Regions from separate parts of the Arachis hypogaea genome. Here region 2 is linked to region 1. The links are chromatin contacts, called in public Hi-C maps. All regions are on one chromosome and are shown on one strand. Each heading gives the region's core, a stretch centred on a gene start, on an enhancer-like site or on the middle of the called end of the contact. The rest is flanking DNA. Distances are from core to core; before and after follow the strand shown.

Region 1 (5,002 bases), core at 1,493-3,992:
CTTTAAATTATCTCATAAATCTTAATATTAGGATAACCATCTGCATACTTAGTGAATTGAACATTCAACTATTATTAACGGTGCATGAGTAAATCAAATCAAAAGAAATAACCATTCAATTAAAAATAATGAATATAATCATCTATATACTTATTAAACTGAACATCTAACACATCTATTATTCACATTGTTTAGTATTCTTATTATTTACATATACTTTTCCTTATTAATTTTGTCGTCTCATATTATTGTTGATTGATAATACTCCAACAAGATTCAACACGAATCCACTAATCTCGAAACAAGTTTGTAATTAACGTAACCCACCAATGGCACGAGAGACTAAGCTAGTGCTGAAGAAGAAGCTAAGTGCATGTGGTGGCTATTTTTGCACCATCCCTTCTTCTTGTAACACGTTCAAACTAAAAAGATTTCACTGCCATAGTTGTTTGTGTAGCATAATTCGTCGCAAACAGAAAAGAAAAATGAAGAGAATTTTAATTTGAAAATAGTATCTTGTGATATTTTTGGTGTTTGAAACACACACTAGCTACTGCAGAATAATGTCAAACATTGATAGGCAAGTTGCTGTGACTGTTGAACATGCATGTATGTATGGTCCCTTTTCATATTTCATTGAAAGTAACTTGTGAATAAACAAGTTAAATTGCAAAATAGTGATCGAGTGAGTAGTACTAGTATCAGAGAATATGGGTCATGGGCGCGTGGGGGTACGTAGAGGCGTGCACATGCTTTAACACATACTCGCCAGGGGCAGGGGCCAGGGCCAAATTTGAGACAGAAAACGTGTACATATATATGCCCGTATAGTCTCCACGAAAGGACTTTGATACAACCAACGAATGTGTAGCCATAAATAATTAATAAGGGGAGGGCCAGAAACCACACCACCCCCAAAAAAATTAAAATAGCTTCCATTGTGATCTTCTAATTTCCACATATTTTCCTTTTTCTTTATTTATTTATTTCGTGTTTATATTGCATGCTACATGCATGCATATCTGGTGCGTCCACCGACCCTGCCCCCCTTACCACTGATTAATGATCGCATACATATCATGGATGTACCATATAGATAGAATTCCCTGTATAGTGTGCCTACTCTTTATTGGAAATATCAGCTTAATTATATATGCACCACTATTATTCTTCTCGCTTAGCTTTTATTAATTTGCTACTCCACTAATACTACTAATTATTGATTGCATGGTGATATATCTTGTCCACATTTCTAATGAGAAGTTATGTGTGAATGACAACAGATGCCATGCCATGCCAATCGCAAACGCTAGGAAGACGCTGGAATTAAGTGTACCCTGCCTACCTAGCTAGCTAGCTCACTCAAATTAAATATCGTTCATTCATTATATTTTAGGCTTAGGCATTATGCTTGCTAGCTATTTGTTGTTACATACATACAAATCGTTTTTAATTTATGTTGATGGGAGCTGGGGCCAAATACTGTTATAATTATTATTCCCAAGAAAACGTGGTAAGCAGGGTGGATCGCAGGCATAATATATAATTACTTCGCGATGAAGCGAGCCACGTTAGCGCATCAACGTATGCATAATTTGCAGAGTGGTGATGGAATTGGGCATGCAATATGTTTGATTATTAAGTTATTGAGATGGATCCTTGGCAGTGAAGTCGTGGTTCTAGAATTGGTAATGAAAACTGAAAAGCAACGCACATGGCATTGCCCCAAATGTTGACGTGCATGTGACCCAAGATGGAGCCACGTTTGGGTGCCGACATGGACTCCCTCATTTCCCTATGGCCCCGCTGCGTTTTCCACACCCTTTCACATGCCCTCTATTTTTCACTTCCTCAATATTGCCTCCCCATTTTTATCAATCTATTCTTCCTCTGCTAATTAATTAAACCAATCACTTTCTCCTCTACACCATACATCAAATTTCTACTTACCTCTATTTTCATTTGACCCATATATATATATATATATATATATATATATATATATATATATATATATATATATATATATATCTTTTATGCAAAAAAAAAAAATACTATCACAGTAGAATTTCATCACAGTCAAATTATTATTTTATATTAATCACCATGAACTTTTCTATTATTAGGTCATGATGAACTCCTAGTGTCTTCCTGAATACTATTATAATTAAGAGATTTTTCTAAAAAAAATGTTTTCCTTAATTATTGTATAAGTTTTTAACTAAATATAGGTGCTTATCATTGTATGGAATAATTCTCTTTTTTTAAGCAAATCATTCTTGAGTTTTCTATCTGATCACTATGCAATGAAAAAGACATTCATGATTGGTTTAATTATTATAAGGAATTGACAAATGCTGCTGATTTTCCAAAAAGTAAAACTGGAGACGAAACAATAAATTTCTTATTTGTGTCTAATCAATGAATCAATCCTTGAATAATATATAGAGCAATCATTGGATACTTTTGAGACTGAGGTAAAAAAATTGATTGGTATGTATTTTGGATTTATTTGTAGAGTAAAACAAGTAAAAATTATTGAAAAAAATTAAAGAAGTAAAACCAAGGGGAATACTATACTAGATATATTTTGTCTGATACAGCATGAGCCGCGTGGTCTTTTCCTTAGCATAAAATTTCAATCATCTAAAATCTAAATGTCCTTTCTGCAGTATCATGCATTCAAAATTATTTACGGTATTTCTGCCTATAAATCATTAGTTATGGTACATATAGCACCCCAACTTGAAATGTGTTCAAACGTATAACTACCTACTATATACTCTTCTCTTCTTTTCTCTTCTCTAAGTGCGTTTTCTAGCAGGTTAGTCATATATATGAAAATATATAGTCTCTGGATATTGTGTGCTTATTTAATCAATTTAATTCTTTCCCTAACGTATTTGCTAGTGTTAATGTCTATTTTAAGTTATTATAACAATAGCTGAATTATTATTCTAAGCATCATGCACGTAAAATCCTTTCTCTTTCTGCTTGTGCTCACTCCGCAAGAATTCATGGTAAGCTGAAGATTGTTGTTAAACTAACAATGGATTTGTGTGCAGTGTTGTTAGTATCCATGCATATAATATAAGATAGAAATTTACGTACACATGTATTTATATCAAGTTGATATCTAAAAATAGTTAAATAATAATTTAACTAAATATATTAAATTATTTTATAATTTTTAATTATCAATTTTATTTAAAAATAACTCTAATTGTCTACAATAATATAATATAATAAGACTACAGCTTGAATACTGTTTGCTGAACCAATATTACTCTAGCATCGATCTGGTAATGTCTTGAAAGTAAATTCTTCAACTTGCACTTATAATATGATTCTTAAACTCACTCAAAAGTCAACAGATCAAGTCACTAGGTTTGAATATTTGACCATTAATTCTAACTAGAAAAATGTGACCATGTGAATGTGTCAACTTATGGTCTGGAATTTTAATTATACATATAGTTTTATATAAATTCTGTTAGCCACATAAACATACATGTGGAATATCAGTAGCAATAGCTGCTGGTAATTGATCATTATTATGTGTGCAGTGTGCACACACATTCATGTGATGATGACTTTATTCCTAGTGTAAAATGAAGAATATAGTTTAGCTAGTTTATTATGTTCTTCAATTTGACTAATTAAGCTTTCTGCTATATTTTAATATATGCATGTCAGAATAACAAAAGTAGTGGCGGTGTAAATAAATACAGTGTAACAGTGGTTCCCTGCTGTGTTATATGGTGTACTTGCATAAATGTTTTCAAGATGAGCGGATAAGATGGCTAGTATCTAGGCACACTAGACAGAAAAATCCGAATCCGTCCAGCCACTATTTATTTGACCCTATATAGAAATTAAATGCAACTTTGTTATTATTGTTACCGTGCCTTGTGGAAATTCTTTTCCTTGTAAACTTTTACCTAGGTGGAGACGCAACTCTATCTACTCTATTTATTCCTAGATATATACGTATTTTGCACCATAGATATTACATATTGCTAGCCAGCACACAAACATAAACGTCCGTAATTATTTGTATCTTTCTAGTTAGGTTGTGGAATTGAAATTCATACCAAAAAAAAAAAAAAAAAGCCAGCAAATAAACACGGTTCGGAGACCACCAAGTTACTGAGGGCCCTAATCATCCACTGTAGTCTTCAACCCAAAATTTAAACAACTATATGGTACCTATTTCCCTCTATCTTTTGTTTATATAACATTATTAAAATTATGGCATTGTTACTGTACTTAGTAACTTGTAGAATTTGTTTTCTGCTGGTGTACTGTGACTTCTTGAAAGTTAAATATAGCAGCAAGTTAAGCAAGCTAGTGATGAGAAGTTTAACTCATGGAAAAGTAATGAAGATCGTATGATTTTTGGAGAATAATCTATCAAAGTTAAAGGAATCGGATGTTATTTTGTCACCAGAAGTCGTAGTTGGAATTAAAAATTAAACATATATATATATATATATATATATATATATATATATATATATATATATATATAGTGTGAAAAAAAAAAGAATTAAAAAAGGCGAGCAGCATCTCTGATCACTCGTTTAATTTTTCTGAACAAAAAGACATGCAAACTACCTTTGTCTCCAAAGCCTAAAGCGTTTTCATCAAAGACGAAATAAAAAGAAACCAAAAAGTCGATTTGTCCGTATATATATCTCTCTGTTATTTCAATTCTTCAAAGAAATTATTTTTCCCTTTCTTTAATTCGAACATATAAACATAACATTCCCTCTCCCCCATTCATCACCTTTCTCTAAGTGCAGCAAACTATATGGCATCCATTTGGGACCCACCGTTCATGGAGGCATACAAGAACTTGTTGGAGAAGAAAGAAGATATGAGGAATAATAATGAGGTGGTGGTGGTTGAGGAATGCGAGCTTCCGGTGATAGATCTGAGCCTCTTAGAAGCGAGTGAGGAGTTGGCGAGGGAAGAGTGCAAGTCACAGATAGCTAGGGCT
Region 2 (4,797 bases), core at 15-2,514, 180 kb before region 1:
AAGAAACAATAGGGTCTGGACGTTCCTTTATAGCATAAAGAGGTGTCCGCCTTATTCACGCAACAGAAAGAGGGTGACCGATTACCTTATCAGTTTGTGACACGTGTACGGTTGAGGTGTCAATTGACACTATAGACACGGCAATGTTTGGCCAGACGTGAAGGGTTGGAAATTGGAAGGCGTTGGTTGGAGTTAAGGCACCTCAGACCTCCCCATCACAAACAAACAACAAGCCACGCAAACGCTCTTCTCGTATTGACCGCCACGGCGTTATTATCTTTTTTTTTGTGGTAATAGATGTTATTATTATCTTATTATTATAGGTGGATCCTTAACATAATACTTGGGCCCACACAAGTTGTAGTAATTGGCAAGTGGGCTGAGAAAGGGGTATACCAAATCAAAAATCAAAATAAAAAAATAGCAAGTGGGCTTTTATAGATTTTATTATCACGGTGGGATCCACTGTCCATTAATCGGCAGCTGAGGCTGCAAAGAAAGATTCTATTTTTCATTTGGTGCATAATTCTTTTTACAAAATTAAAGATGTTGGCGTGTTGCTCTCTCTACTCTCTATATCTCTCTAGAGGATTATTAATCAGGAACACAAAACCGGCATTTAGTTTTCAAGCTTATCCACAATTGCACATTATTATCTATTATCTTATTACAACAATGCTAGGGAACCAACTCTATATAAGCCAAGAATCAGCCAACTGATAAATCAGAAGCACCGGTGACTTTAATCGGATGTTGCTAATGATAGGCATACGGATGTTTCTTTTTCTTGTAAATTGGATGGTTTTGGATATGATTTTTATGTTTCATGTGTTACGCATTAATAAAACATAATTAATTATATAGAACCAACTAATGAATGATCAAAAGATCTGTTCCGTGATTATCTCCTAACACTAACGTATCTTCCCTCATGTTTTGAACGTGATCAACAATAATTTAACAAACAAATTAAATTATAAATTAATAAAACTAATTATAATTAATTATGTTGTTCCATTCTTGACTGATTATTAGTTGGTTCCATATACTTTTCCATCTTATTATGATCTAACTTGGAAGAAACGGATCGGATAATCAACTGGAAAGAACATTGAGTGAATCCACTTTGTTTCTTTTTTATTTTTAAAGTCGTTTATCACCAAAAAATAATTTGGAGGAAAAAATTGAGAAATACTATATTATAACTCGTGGTATTTCAGCATCTTATATTAACTTTAAAAAAAATTATTTAGAGTAAAAAAAATTGTGTAAATTATAAGTTTTTTTTTTCAAAGTTAAAAATAAAACTCAAACCAAAAACACTTAAATAAAAATAAAAAAAATATATCATTTAAATTATAACTCATTAATAAAAATTATAAACTTTTAATTCAATTGAATGATCAAAATAGAATATTTCAAATTTTACCAACTATTAAAAGGTACTATTAAATTGAAAATTTTCTCCCACAACTATCAAATTGGTAATGCGACTTAGCATTGACTAGTCAAAGTCAACAGAAATGTAAGTTTAATGTTCAATTTTTCACTGACTTATAATGTGAATAGGAATCACTCACATAAAGACACTTAAAAACGTATTTTTTTTTAAAGATATTCTTTTAATAATTAAAATTTAATCTATATAATTGATCAAACTATATTATTTTTGTCAAAATTAGACGAAATAAATCGATTTAACCGAAAAATCGATAAACCAAATCTTGAACCAATTTAAATAATAGTTTTTATAAAAATGACTATAATACCCTTATTAAAAAAATGACTTAAAATATTTCTATTATATATTTTAAAAACTCTAAATCCTAATCTTTCTCTTCTCTCTATGCCATTATTGAATTAGAATTTAAAAATTTTAAAATTAATATATATAATAAAAATATTTTAGTCATTTTTTATAATAAGAATATTATAGTCATTTTCTATAAAAAGAATATTCATTTAGATCGATTCAAGATTTGATTTATCGATTTTTCAGTCAAATCAGTTTGTTTGGTCTAATTTTGACAAAAATAACACAATTTGATCAATTATATAAGTTAAATTTTAATTATTAAAAAATATCTTTAAAAAAATGTTTTAAGCATTTTTATGTAAGTGACTCCCATGTGAACAAATTAAACTTGATAAATATTCACTCTTTTGTACCCCCGGGGAGAGAAACCCGAAGAGAGAAAGAGCTAAGGCGTTATTTTAGCTAAATCATAAATCATTAAGAATATTCCCCTGGCAACTCCCATCGATAAAGTTCCCACATAATTTTCTAGTACTTAGTTATCTAACCTTTGATCACTTTCAAGTAATTACAATTTAAAATTGTATTGAACCCTTTTTTTCTTTTAGGTGATAGATATTGAACAATAAACACTACTAATGAAAAGAGAGAAAAAATGAAAAATGAGAGACCTTTGTCATAGATAACTCAATGCTGGCATGGTGCTAAGGAGGAAAGTGAATGGTACTATGTACATTTAGAGCAGAGCAGCAACAGCAAGTAGCAAGCTCACGTGCGTGGCCAAACTTGGCCATATACATCTTTCTTACTATATCGCCGATCCCAGGACCAGGGAACATCTGCATGAGAGAACAATAATTAGAAGACATACATAACAACTTCTTTTTAACATGTGATGTGAGAAATACTGACCTTGTGAGGAATAAGGTTGGGGAGGGAGCTCGTAAGGAACAGGTAACGGAATGGTCAGTTGAGATGTTGAGTGTGTTTGCTCCCTTCTCAGCCCACTTAGGCTAACTAGTTTTGCTTTCTTCACTTCATATTTATCCTGTAATTCTTAAATGTCAGCATCGGAGTTCTTTTCCCTTCCTAGCACCAAACCATATCAAATAAGCTACCTCAGTTTGTGTAACATTACTGGTACATGAAAATCCACCACCACCCCTTTTAAGCATCGTTGGTAGAAAGAGCACTCCCAACTGAAATGAAACGAGATCAACTATACAAATATTCGGGATTCTTTCTTGTGTCTGACAAATGACAAGGATACGTACCTCGTATGAGCGAATCATGAACTGAGTGTTATTCTTCTGAAGAGTTCCCCAGGCAGCTTTGCTAAGATTTGCTGAAGTCAACAAGAACCAACTATTTGGGAAGAAGGGAGTTTCACAAGTAAGCACGACTTAGCACTGCAGTAAATGATATAAGCATCAACGTATTCAAACAAACAAAAGAGAAATTGAACCGCATAGAGTTGGTCCTGTGAAGCTCTTACGCTAGATTCTGACCACTGTAACGAGTGAAAGTCTTTATATGGGGCATAGCACGGCTGAAACATAGAAAAAGCACAAGAATAACTATTATAATTTGTGAGGCACAAATGTACATCTTCTCGAATAAAAAATTTAGGCATAGTCAGAATCAACAAGTTGGACTTTTTGTGGGGCTTTAAAAACTAGAGCCAAGAGGCTTGGGAGGACGGGGGTTTCTAAATAATACTTTCTATTGAGAAGGAAACAGATCATGCCACAAGCGGTAAAGCAAAATTTTCCATATATAATTGATCACGGTTTTCTTTACAAGGGTTGCAGAGGTAATTATTATAGTCTGAGAGAGTTACATCAATAGGTAAACATTTCAATTAAATTAGAAGGCTACAAGAGCTTTAATACAACAAAAACAACAAAAATTTCATTCCACCAGGTTGAGTCGGTTACAAGGATTAAATGGCAGTATAATGTTTGATCATGAGTCAGGTGTTTATATTAAAGAGCCATGGCCCTATAGTTTTTTCTAGGTCTCCTCCACCAGACCACCACTAGCTATTGAACCACTTCTGGTTGATCTTATTCTTATTGTGGGACCTCCTTGGGTATTCTCTACTTATGTTCATACCATTTAAAGCATGAATCCACTATCTCTACACAATAAGTGTTACTCCGTCTCGTCCTCTAGTGTCTCATTCCTAATCCTATCTTGTCTATGGCTTAGGATCTAAAGTTTAATGAAGAAGAAAAGTTAATATCAACTAGCCCAGGTGTAAATTGCATTGTATGATAAATTATATTTACCTTCGGCCAGTATGGTCTGCTTTCCATTTTGCCCAATACTTTTTGAGAAATGCTTTCTCCACATTTTTAAAAGGACTTGGAATTGCATTTCCAGCAGCATAGCCCTGAGAACAAACAAAAGGCAATGAAGCTGTCTGGAAAGAGCACTTAAAGATTCAATTATGAGACAAACTTAAAATCCACGCATTAAAAATTGAAAATAAAATAAAGCCCTCTGCATTAAAATTTGACTATATTTCAAATCAAATCAACTTGTCACATGACAAATACCCCTACTGAGGTGACAGATTTAGACAGAAAACGATACGGATTATTCTAAGAAACAAAAAGCAATAGTTTAGACAGTTTTAGGCAGTTAGGAATCGGATGAAACAGTTGTTTAGGCTTCCGAAAGTCTGTCTGGGATTTTAGAGTGAAGTTTAAGGGAGAGGAAAAAACACGCTCTAGAATCAATGTGACTCCTAGTCAATTGGACTCTTGATTCACTTGACCAAGAATTCCATTGAATAGATATATTTTCTCAATTATTCTCTGTTTATCTGTTCCACCAAACATTCTATAATAAAACCTTCAAATCACCATGAAAAGAAAATTTATATTTCAGAAAATATAGATTCAGCCTTAAAATTACAGCACCTCTAAAGAACATCTGACATCTTCTACAGTAGGCCAGATTATTTGAGGCTCCCCAAGACCAAGAGGTGTTTTATCTTCTGATAAACCAGCAGACATTGATGATGTCAACTCAGC

The links. A called contact is a pair of places that touch in the nucleus more often than the background predicts.
Region 2: a contact with region 1 is called in a Hi-C map of an unstated tissue, with 5 times the contacts expected there. The contact joins the promoter of LOC112801225 here to the promoter of LOC114927691 in region 1. A contact is called at or near these places in 3 of 8 Hi-C or Micro-C datasets (leaf and an unstated tissue).

The regions. Positions count from the first base shown.
Region 1 is chr5:36,181,422-36,186,423 of arahy.Tifrunner.gnm2.J5K5, reverse strand. LOC114927691 (gibberellin 2-beta-dioxygenase 8) reads left to right here and starts at 2,742. Exons shown (of 3, transcript XM_029298322.2): 1 at 2,742-2,824; 2 at 4,806-5,002. The coding sequence starts at 4,814.
Region 2 is chr5:36,356,799-36,361,595 of arahy.Tifrunner.gnm2.J5K5, reverse strand. LOC112801225 (polyubiquitin) reads right to left here and starts at 1,264. Exons shown (of 2, transcript XM_025843845.3): 1 at 1-1,264. LOC112801224 (tyrosyl-DNA phosphodiesterase 1) reads right to left here. Exons shown (of 15, transcript XR_003201802.3): 9 at 4,684-4,797; 10 at 4,048-4,151; 11 at 3,252-3,305; 12 at 3,031-3,165; 13 at 2,875-2,955; 14 at 2,669-2,804; 15 at 2,213-2,595.